Linked DNA regions of Macaca mulatta: region 2 is linked to region 1. A link is a contact called in public Hi-C data. All regions are on one chromosome and are shown on one strand. The core of a region is the stretch at or near the end of the contact, and the rest is flanking DNA. Distances in the headings are between cores, read along the strand shown. Region 1 holds the start of SRSF7 (serine and arginine rich splicing factor 7). Region 2 holds the start of HNRNPLL (heterogeneous nuclear ribonucleoprotein L like).

The links. Hi-C and Micro-C count contacts between places; a contact is called where the count stands out from the background.
Region 2: a Hi-C map of prefrontal cortex shows a contact between it and region 1, with 6 times the contacts expected there. The contact joins the promoter of HNRNPLL here to the promoter of SRSF7 in region 1. A contact is called at or near these places in 3 of 14 Hi-C or Micro-C datasets (fetal cortex germinal zone, fetal cortical plate and prefrontal cortex).

The regions. Positions count from the first base shown.
Region 1 is chr13:86,193,031-86,196,937 of T2T-MMU8v2.0, reverse strand. SRSF7 (serine and arginine rich splicing factor 7) reads right to left here and starts at 1,853. Exons shown (of 8, transcript NM_001195586.2): 1 at 1,596-1,853; 2 at 377-557; 3 at 1-89. The coding sequence starts at 1,623.
Region 2 is chr13:86,357,554-86,361,445 of T2T-MMU8v2.0, reverse strand. It overlaps HNRNPLL (heterogeneous nuclear ribonucleoprotein L like), which reads right to left and starts at 2,356. Exons shown (of 13, transcript XM_077959704.1): 1 at 2,288-2,356; 2 at 1,863-2,025. The coding sequence starts at 1,897.

The DNA of each region.
Region 1 (3,907 bases), core at 604-3,103:
AGGGACGTCGGGCAGGTGGTCTATCAAAACGTGATCTCCGAGGCATGCCTGTCGATAGTTCAACCCTCACTCGGGAGCCACAAATCACTCTAATAAAAGTAAATTAACAAAATTCTAAAGTTAAAAATATATTCAGGACTTCTAGATTTAAAAAGAACTCTTTCCAACCACTCCTTCCCCCTCACAAACTTTGGCGGTCTTTACTAAGCCCTAAATCCATCTCCGCTTTCTTTAACCTTCGTGTGCCTTTAGCAAGTAACACTCTGACTAGCTATTTAAGGTCTCTTCCAGACTTCAGTATCCAAGCTTAGCACTAAGTTTATTATCTAGCCACAGTATATTTTAATGAACAGAAGTTTCATAACATCTTACTTACTTCCCATCCAGTCCTCGTACTGCATCTTCTGCATCTCTAGGATCTTCGAATTCCACAAAGGCAAATCCTGGAGGATTTCTCGCAATCCATACAGTTCTTAAAGGACCATAATAACTGAAAGCCCTTTCTAACTCTCCTTTGCCAGCGCCAGTTCCCAGGTTACCAACATACACCTTGGTTTCTGTTTAAAAACGCAAATAGAAGAATGCACGTTATGCAAAACCTGGCCCAAATTTCAATCAATTATTTGCCTTAAAACGGGCCATCCTCAAGATAGGGTAAAGCACATTAAATGCCCTCTATCCAAGATTGAACTTAGTCCTAAAACTGGTGAAAGTCCGCAAATCCCTGAAAAACTAGACTTTTGACAAAGTTCTTAACGTTCTAAATAATGCGAAGTGACCCTCCCGAACACAGAGATGCGTGGTAGGATACACCGAGGCGTGGGGCGGGATCCGGCCCGGCCCCGCCCATGAGTCCCGGCAGCCCCGGGCGCACGGGGAGCGCGCGGGCCCGCAGCGGCAGCGGCGTCGGCGGCGGGAGGGCCTCAGTAGGGGCCGGGCAGGGAGAGCAGGGCTGCACCAGCTCTCTTCCTCCGCGGCAACCGCCCCAGGCACAGGCTCGCCCAAGACTCCAGCTCCCCGCCCCAGAGCCATAAACCGTGCTCGAAAGAACTAAAAGAGAAAAAGAAACCAGCCGCCAGTCGCAGATTACGTCCCCATTCCCATTCCGCAATTTAACCGATTGTTTGACGAGAACACGCAGCTCACAGCTGTCAATTTCGTTCCTTCTCAAACACAACCACGATCTTACGGCTGCGGCCACATCTGTCCGCTGAAGTGGCGGGAAAGCGCTGAGGAAATGCGCCACCACGGTCGTCAATGTGCGCAAAATGGCAGCCGCCGCCGAGGGCGGGGGGAGGGGGGGCCGCCGGGCGGCTCCGAGAAAGGCAACGCGAAAACCGTGATCTCAACCCTGCTTCAGGCTGGATTGGGCCACAAAAATGCCCGAGAGTACCGAACTCGGCAGAGAGGTACACCCGCCATCCTCCGTCTCCCTTCACCACCCCGCCCCCGCTGCCTCCGGCTTCGTATGGCGTGCGCCGAAGCCGCCATTACGCACGCGGAATAACCGTCTCCCAACCGCCGCGCCAACCCTACGGCCTCGCAGTGCTCACTACACCCACAGCAACGTCCCTCACCGGACTCCAGCCTCTTACCTCCTCCGTACCGCCCGTAACGCGACATGATGACCGACCCGCGTGCTCGGCTCTTCAGCTCGCAGCGCCCAGGGCTCGAGTGACGCAAAAGCTGACACAGACCCACACCCGCCAACAGTCCCGGCGGCACTACGAGGAAGAGCCCGGGTTCGCATTTATATATGCGGCCGCTGGACTCTGCGCATGCGTCATCCCGTTGTTCTGCGCGGCACAAAGGAGCTGGGCGGAAACAGCGAGAAACGACGCGGAAGGAACTGAAGAAACGAACACGCGGGGCATGGGCGGAGGGATACGTTTCCATGGGAACGCCACGATCTCGCCCGTAAACCTGAGACCTTCCCCATGCTGTCCCGCCCCCTCCTCTCCCCCTTTTCTACACCCTCCTTGTCTTCCTTCCCGTATCCCTACCCCCTGCCTCCATTCGTTTTCCCCAGTCTAGGGACCCTCAGCCTTAACAATCTTAGTACGGATGCATTAGACCGGCCTATGAAAGGCTGTACCATTTAACCGCTGATGTTGCAGCCGTCGCACCTTTCCGTTTGGGGGACCTGGCCCAGTCAGCTACTCTGTGATCTTTGGGGCTCATCAGAGGTAATCGAAGGTTTGGCCCTGGTGAAAAGTCCATGAGCCCCGCCATTCTGAGTGGTGGTTTTTACACCATAGGCTTTAGGAAGGATGACGCACCCAGGGACTGGTGGTAAAGCCTCCTGCCCTGCACGCCCCCTCCAACTTCTTCTCAACCAGTCAGTCACCAGTTTGTCACCACCACGGTCTGAGTTCTTGGAGTCTGAAAGACAAAGGAATAGAGCTGTGGGGTCCCGCCCCCCCCCCCCCGTTATATTGAAATTGTGACAAAACCCTGAATGTTTAAAGCATTTTGGGCAGTGACAATTTGGAAATTATTTGCATCTGAAGCTCAAAGTAACTGATTTGCACTTCCTAATGCTTTCGTTTTGTAACACGTGTGATCCACCAATACTCAGATCCTGAGGACTGGGACTCATAAGTCATCTTTTTGTATCTCCACTCAGTGGAAATAGCAGCCTTGCGGCTCAGCCACTCAATAGTACCAAATAAATGCAAAACTTCTTTACATTAGAATTGCTCTAGACACCAACTACAAATAGAGAAATAGTTCTTTTTTGCTAGAAACATAGACATTACATCGTAAATTCTTGGAATACACAAAAGTTGGAAATGTACATAAAAAAGGACATCTTTAGGTATTTGCATTTTTATCTTTTTCATCTTCAGCAACTTCATTTGGTGTGTATAGGTGTGGAATGTAAAGTACAGGGAAAGGAGGCCTAGTTGGTGAATAAAGCATGGATTCTCTCCAGGTCATGCTATGATTTTCTGCATATTTTTTAAATAGGTTAAGTTATAGAGAGAATTAGTCTGTCTCAGGAAAATCTCTAGGAAGGAAATAGAAGCTCTGTAGAGTATATGTGTTCTCACTTAGTCTTGGTGATGTTTGTCTTAACAAGGTTCTTCTCAAAAGAATTAAACAATAGGCCGGGCGCGGTGGCTCAAGCCTGTAATCCCAGCACTTTGGGAGGCCGAGACGGGCGGATCACGAGGTCAGGAGATCGAGATCATCCTAGCTAACATGGTGAAACCCCGTCTCTACTAAGAAATACAAAAAACTAGCTGGGCGAGGTGGTGGGCGCCTGTAGTCCCAGCTACTCGGGAGGCTGAGGCGGGAGAATGGCGTGAACCCGGGAGGCGGAGCTTGCAGTGAGCTGAGATCCGGCCACTGCACTCCAGCCTGGGAGACAGAGCGAGACTCCGTCTCAAAAAAAAAAAAAAAAAAAAAAAAAAAAAGAATTAAACAAGAATTATAAAGACTATATAGGGGCCGGGCGCAGTGGCTCACGCCTGTCATCCCAACACTTTGGGAGGCCGAGGCGGGCGGATTGCCTGAGCTCAGGAGTTTGAGACCAGCCTGGGCAGCACAGTAAAACCCCGTCCCTACTAAAATACAAAAAATTAGCCTGGCGTGGCGGCGTTTGCCTGTAGTCCCAGCTACTCGGGAGGCTGAGGCGGCAGAATTGCTTGAACCCGGGAGGCGGAGGTTGCAGTGAGCTGAGATTGTGCCACTGCACTCCAGTCTGGGCGACAGAGCAAGACTCCGTCTCAAAAAAAAAAAAAAAATTATATAGTCACTGAAAGATAGAACATAAATTCTGTACAGCCTTATTTCTTCTGTTAAGAAGCTATGAAAATTACTGTTGAGGCCAGGCGCAGTGGCTCACGCCTGTAATCCCAGCACTTTGGGAGGCTGAGGCTGGTGGATCACCTGAGGTCAGGAG
Region 2 (3,892 bases), core at 1,107-3,606, 160 kb before region 1:
AGAAAGAAAAAAAAAAATTGGCCCGGCGTGGTGATGCGGGCTTGCAGTCCCAGCAACCCGGGAGGCTGAGGAAGGAGGATTGCTTGAGCCAGGGAGATCAAGGCTGCAGTGAGCCGTGATCATGCGCCACTGCACTCCACTCCAGCTGCGGACCATGGAGAGAGAACCTCTCAAAAAAAAAAAAAAAGTATGCTAAGACTAGGCTCTTGACCATCCCCAAACCCTACTCAGTGCCATTTCCACCGCTCCATACACTTCGCTTTGGATACATTAATTATGTTATTTTCTTCCCAATATCCAAAATAATACTACTGATGATTTAATGCTTTGGCTGTCTTCAAAAACAATTTTTTTATAAACTGATTTAAGTATTTTTCCAAAATGCTTGAAGACATTTCATGATGCTACACAAAAACTCAAGCAAGATTTCTAGCAACGCGGTACACTGAACAAATACATCTAAATATCAGTTATATTCCTGTTACCAATTTCCACAAGAGTTGGCTTTGAACTGAAACTTCCTAAGAAAAAATGCATTTCCTTCATTCATACTTCCAAGTTACATTTTGAATATTTCAAACAGCTAGGCACAAAAATCTAAAGTAATAGCTAACACCGTAAGACTGAGAGAAAAAGTTCCTTTTTTAAATGTGTTGCAAAGTTCGCCCTCACATCCTAGTAACTGGAAACTAACGCTGGGGACTACTGACCAGCCTTTTTTATTTTTATTTAAAAACTCAAACGGCTATAAAGGGCTTCTAATGTGCGTCTTGTTTTCAAAAGGTAAGGTAAAAATCCTTTTAACCTAATAGTAGGATATATGTGTACAATTTCGTAATTCTGCTAAAGTTTGCAGAATTAATCACAATTCACGTGTTAAATGTTTAAAAAACATCTAAGTCATTAAAACAGCTTAAGTGCACCAAAAAAGGGCAATAACGTTTGCTCCGCTTTGTTTCCTTAAAGTCTCCATCCAACTGAAGCTAACTACTTGCTGTGGACAAAATGATCACATTCCTTCTGTCTCCCGCTAACATTTCTGGTAAGAGAAAGACAAGGCTCTGGGAATGTGCGTTTAATGCAGCCCTTAGCTCAGTTCATCCTTTCATGGGGCAAATGTGGAATAAATTACCAAAGAGAAACTTTAGTAATTTTAAGATTTGTTTTACTTGAAGGTAGGGGTGTACCAACAGCTGCCAACACTTCTGTTAAAGTGTTGTAACCGAAGAGGTAAAAAGTGCACTGAGCAATCATCACAAAACTGGGTAGAGCAAAGGATGCACGCCATGCTTATAAAGAGTTTAATTTAAAAATTTTTTAAATGAAACATTCAAAGGAACTAGCATGTGAACGCCAAGGCATAATCTGTTATTTAATTACGGCTCTCCATAGATTCGAGGCGGAGAGCCCCCGGTGGAACCGACGCAACCATCCCGGGATGGTGACCAGCGCGCAGATGCTGCGGGCATAGGGGCTAAAGGCAACCGGTGGTCCCGACGCTGGCCCCGAGCCCGAGGAGTTAAACTAACAAAGAGCTCTCCGAGCCGCGAAACCCTCCAGAGCGGAAGCGACGCCTCCCCGCCGCCGCCGCGCCGCGACCCTCCCCAAGTTCAGGGCTCGGCAGTGGACTCGCTGTGGGGCCTGCGGCCAAGACAGGGCCGGGTTCGCAGTCGGGATGCGGGAAACAGGTAGAGCCCAGAATACAAGCCCCAAAGAGAAGAGTGGGCGCTTCGCCAACCGGGTCGGCGCAGCGGAAAAGGCTAATAAAGCGAGCGGGAGGCCCCGCACCGAGGCCCCGCCAACCGGCCCTGCTTCCCGGGGAGCAGCCAGGCACAGCGGACAGGGGGGCCGCGCTTTGTTACCGGTTGGGAGAAGCTCCGGCCACCGCCTCCGCCATCGCCCCCGCCCCGAGGCGTCGCTTCCCGGCGGTTCTCGCCTTCCTCGGCCGAGTAGTCGATCTCCCCCTCCTCGGTCTTGAGACGTTTGGCCTGGCTCTCGTACTCCCGGTCCTCCTCGTACGTCTCCCTGGGGGAGGAAGAGGAGGAGGACATGGCGGCGACCGGAGGGACCGGCGGGCAGGAGGGTGGGGGTGGCGGTGGCGGTGGGACGCGCGCCTCGGATGCCGCCGGCCAGTCCTCGCCGCCGGCAGCGCCTCTTCTGCGAGGGTCTCCGCGGCCCGGCCGTCCGCGGGGACTGCGCGGCCAGGAGACGGGCGGCTGAGAAGCGCGGACGGACTGAGGGGGGCGCCCCGGGAAGAGGCTCCGGAGCGGCCGCTCCCCTCAATTACCGAGCCAACATCCAGCCTCTCCCTCCTCCTCAGTCTCCGCTCCCTGCCCGGAGGAGCGAATCTAAGGATGGGGACGCGACCGTGGCTTCCGGTCTTCCCTCCTCCCCTAAGCCGCTCCCAGCTGCGCAGGCCGAGCCTCCGCCCCCGCCTTCGCGGCCGTCGCTCAGGATCGAATCCACCGCAGCCTGCGGGAAGCGCCCCCCCCGGCCCGGGTCCTGCTCCCTATTGGCAGGGGCGGGAAAGTCGACCGGGTTTTCCATTGGCTGTGAGGGCCGTTCGTCAAAAGCCGCCCGCGGCTCGGCCTCGCCTCCCTCCCTGCGCCTTCTGAACTCGCTGCCGTCCTGCGAGGCCCGGCGCGCAACGTCCGCCGCGCGCCGCCTGGGAGCCGTTGCGACCCCGCGACCGTTGGCGCTGTGCGGCTCCTACCCGAGGCCAGGCGTGGAGCGAACACGGACGAGCGACGAGAAGTGCAGGGAGGCCAGGGCTGCGGGTGTTAACCGCCCTACCGCTAATTTAAATGCTTTGTGTCACCTCTTCAAAAGAGAACGAGGAAGAAAACCTCTAAAATCCCAGCAGACATACCCCCCGAAGAGCCCCAAAATTGCAGGCGATGAAGGGAGAAAACGGCTTGGAGCCATGAAAGTGGTCTTTCCACTGTTTTGTGTTCAAAATCTGGTAGAAGTGGGCAGACTCTCCCGCCCCTAGCTGGGTGTTGGAGAACAGCTGTCAGCGTCGACTGAAGGCTGCGAGGCGCGCGTCGGCAGGAGGCGCTGCACGCGGGCGCGCGTAGGTCTGAACAGTTACAACTCGTTTGTAACCTGCGCCCTTTACTGACAATGTAAGGGACTTGCCTGTCCCGTAAGTCCCTGCTCCAGTTAAATATGTTTTAATCCTTGCATATAAAATCTCATCCTCCATCCCAATTCTTTCTCTTCCGGGCAGTGTTGTATTTCACTTGATCATTTATTGTCGAAAGATACAAAAGCCTTTGGAAATTATGTGACCACAGCTTGCTTCCTCTGTGGCGTCCTGAGGGCTCTTCCAAGATTTTAGTTGCTGCTCTCTTTTTGTAACAGGGCCCCTTATAACTCCCTCTTAAGATGTTCTGTTTTAAAAACTCTGGGAGCGCCTGAAGACAGGAACTGTGTGCAATTTTCATTTTCGCAAGCCCAGTTCCTGTGCAATCTCCAGCACAGTTTAGGTACTCAACAATGCTGAATGAGTAGTCCTTGGGAAATAAAGGTCCAGTGTATCTTTCAGGAGAGAAACTGGCAAATCAAGGTAACCTAACTGCCCACTGTCAGGTGCCTCTTGGAGGATTAGCTGAGATCGAGAGCCTCTTGTGTTTCTGTTGTCCTTGTCCCTCAGATGCTTCCCCAGATGTGGCTGTTCCTTTCCTAACAGTGTAGATTGCTTCCTCCAGCCTAGTTCTCTCCAAAGTTATTTCCTCCTCCAAAAAAGCTATTTTTATTTATTGCTGAGAGTGCTTTAATGTAACACTTTTTGTACGTTGTAAATTACACCGCCTATCATTTTGGAATCCAATTGCAAGATTTTCCATACTATGCAGCTATAATCAAATGTATGTGCGGCTGCAGGTATACA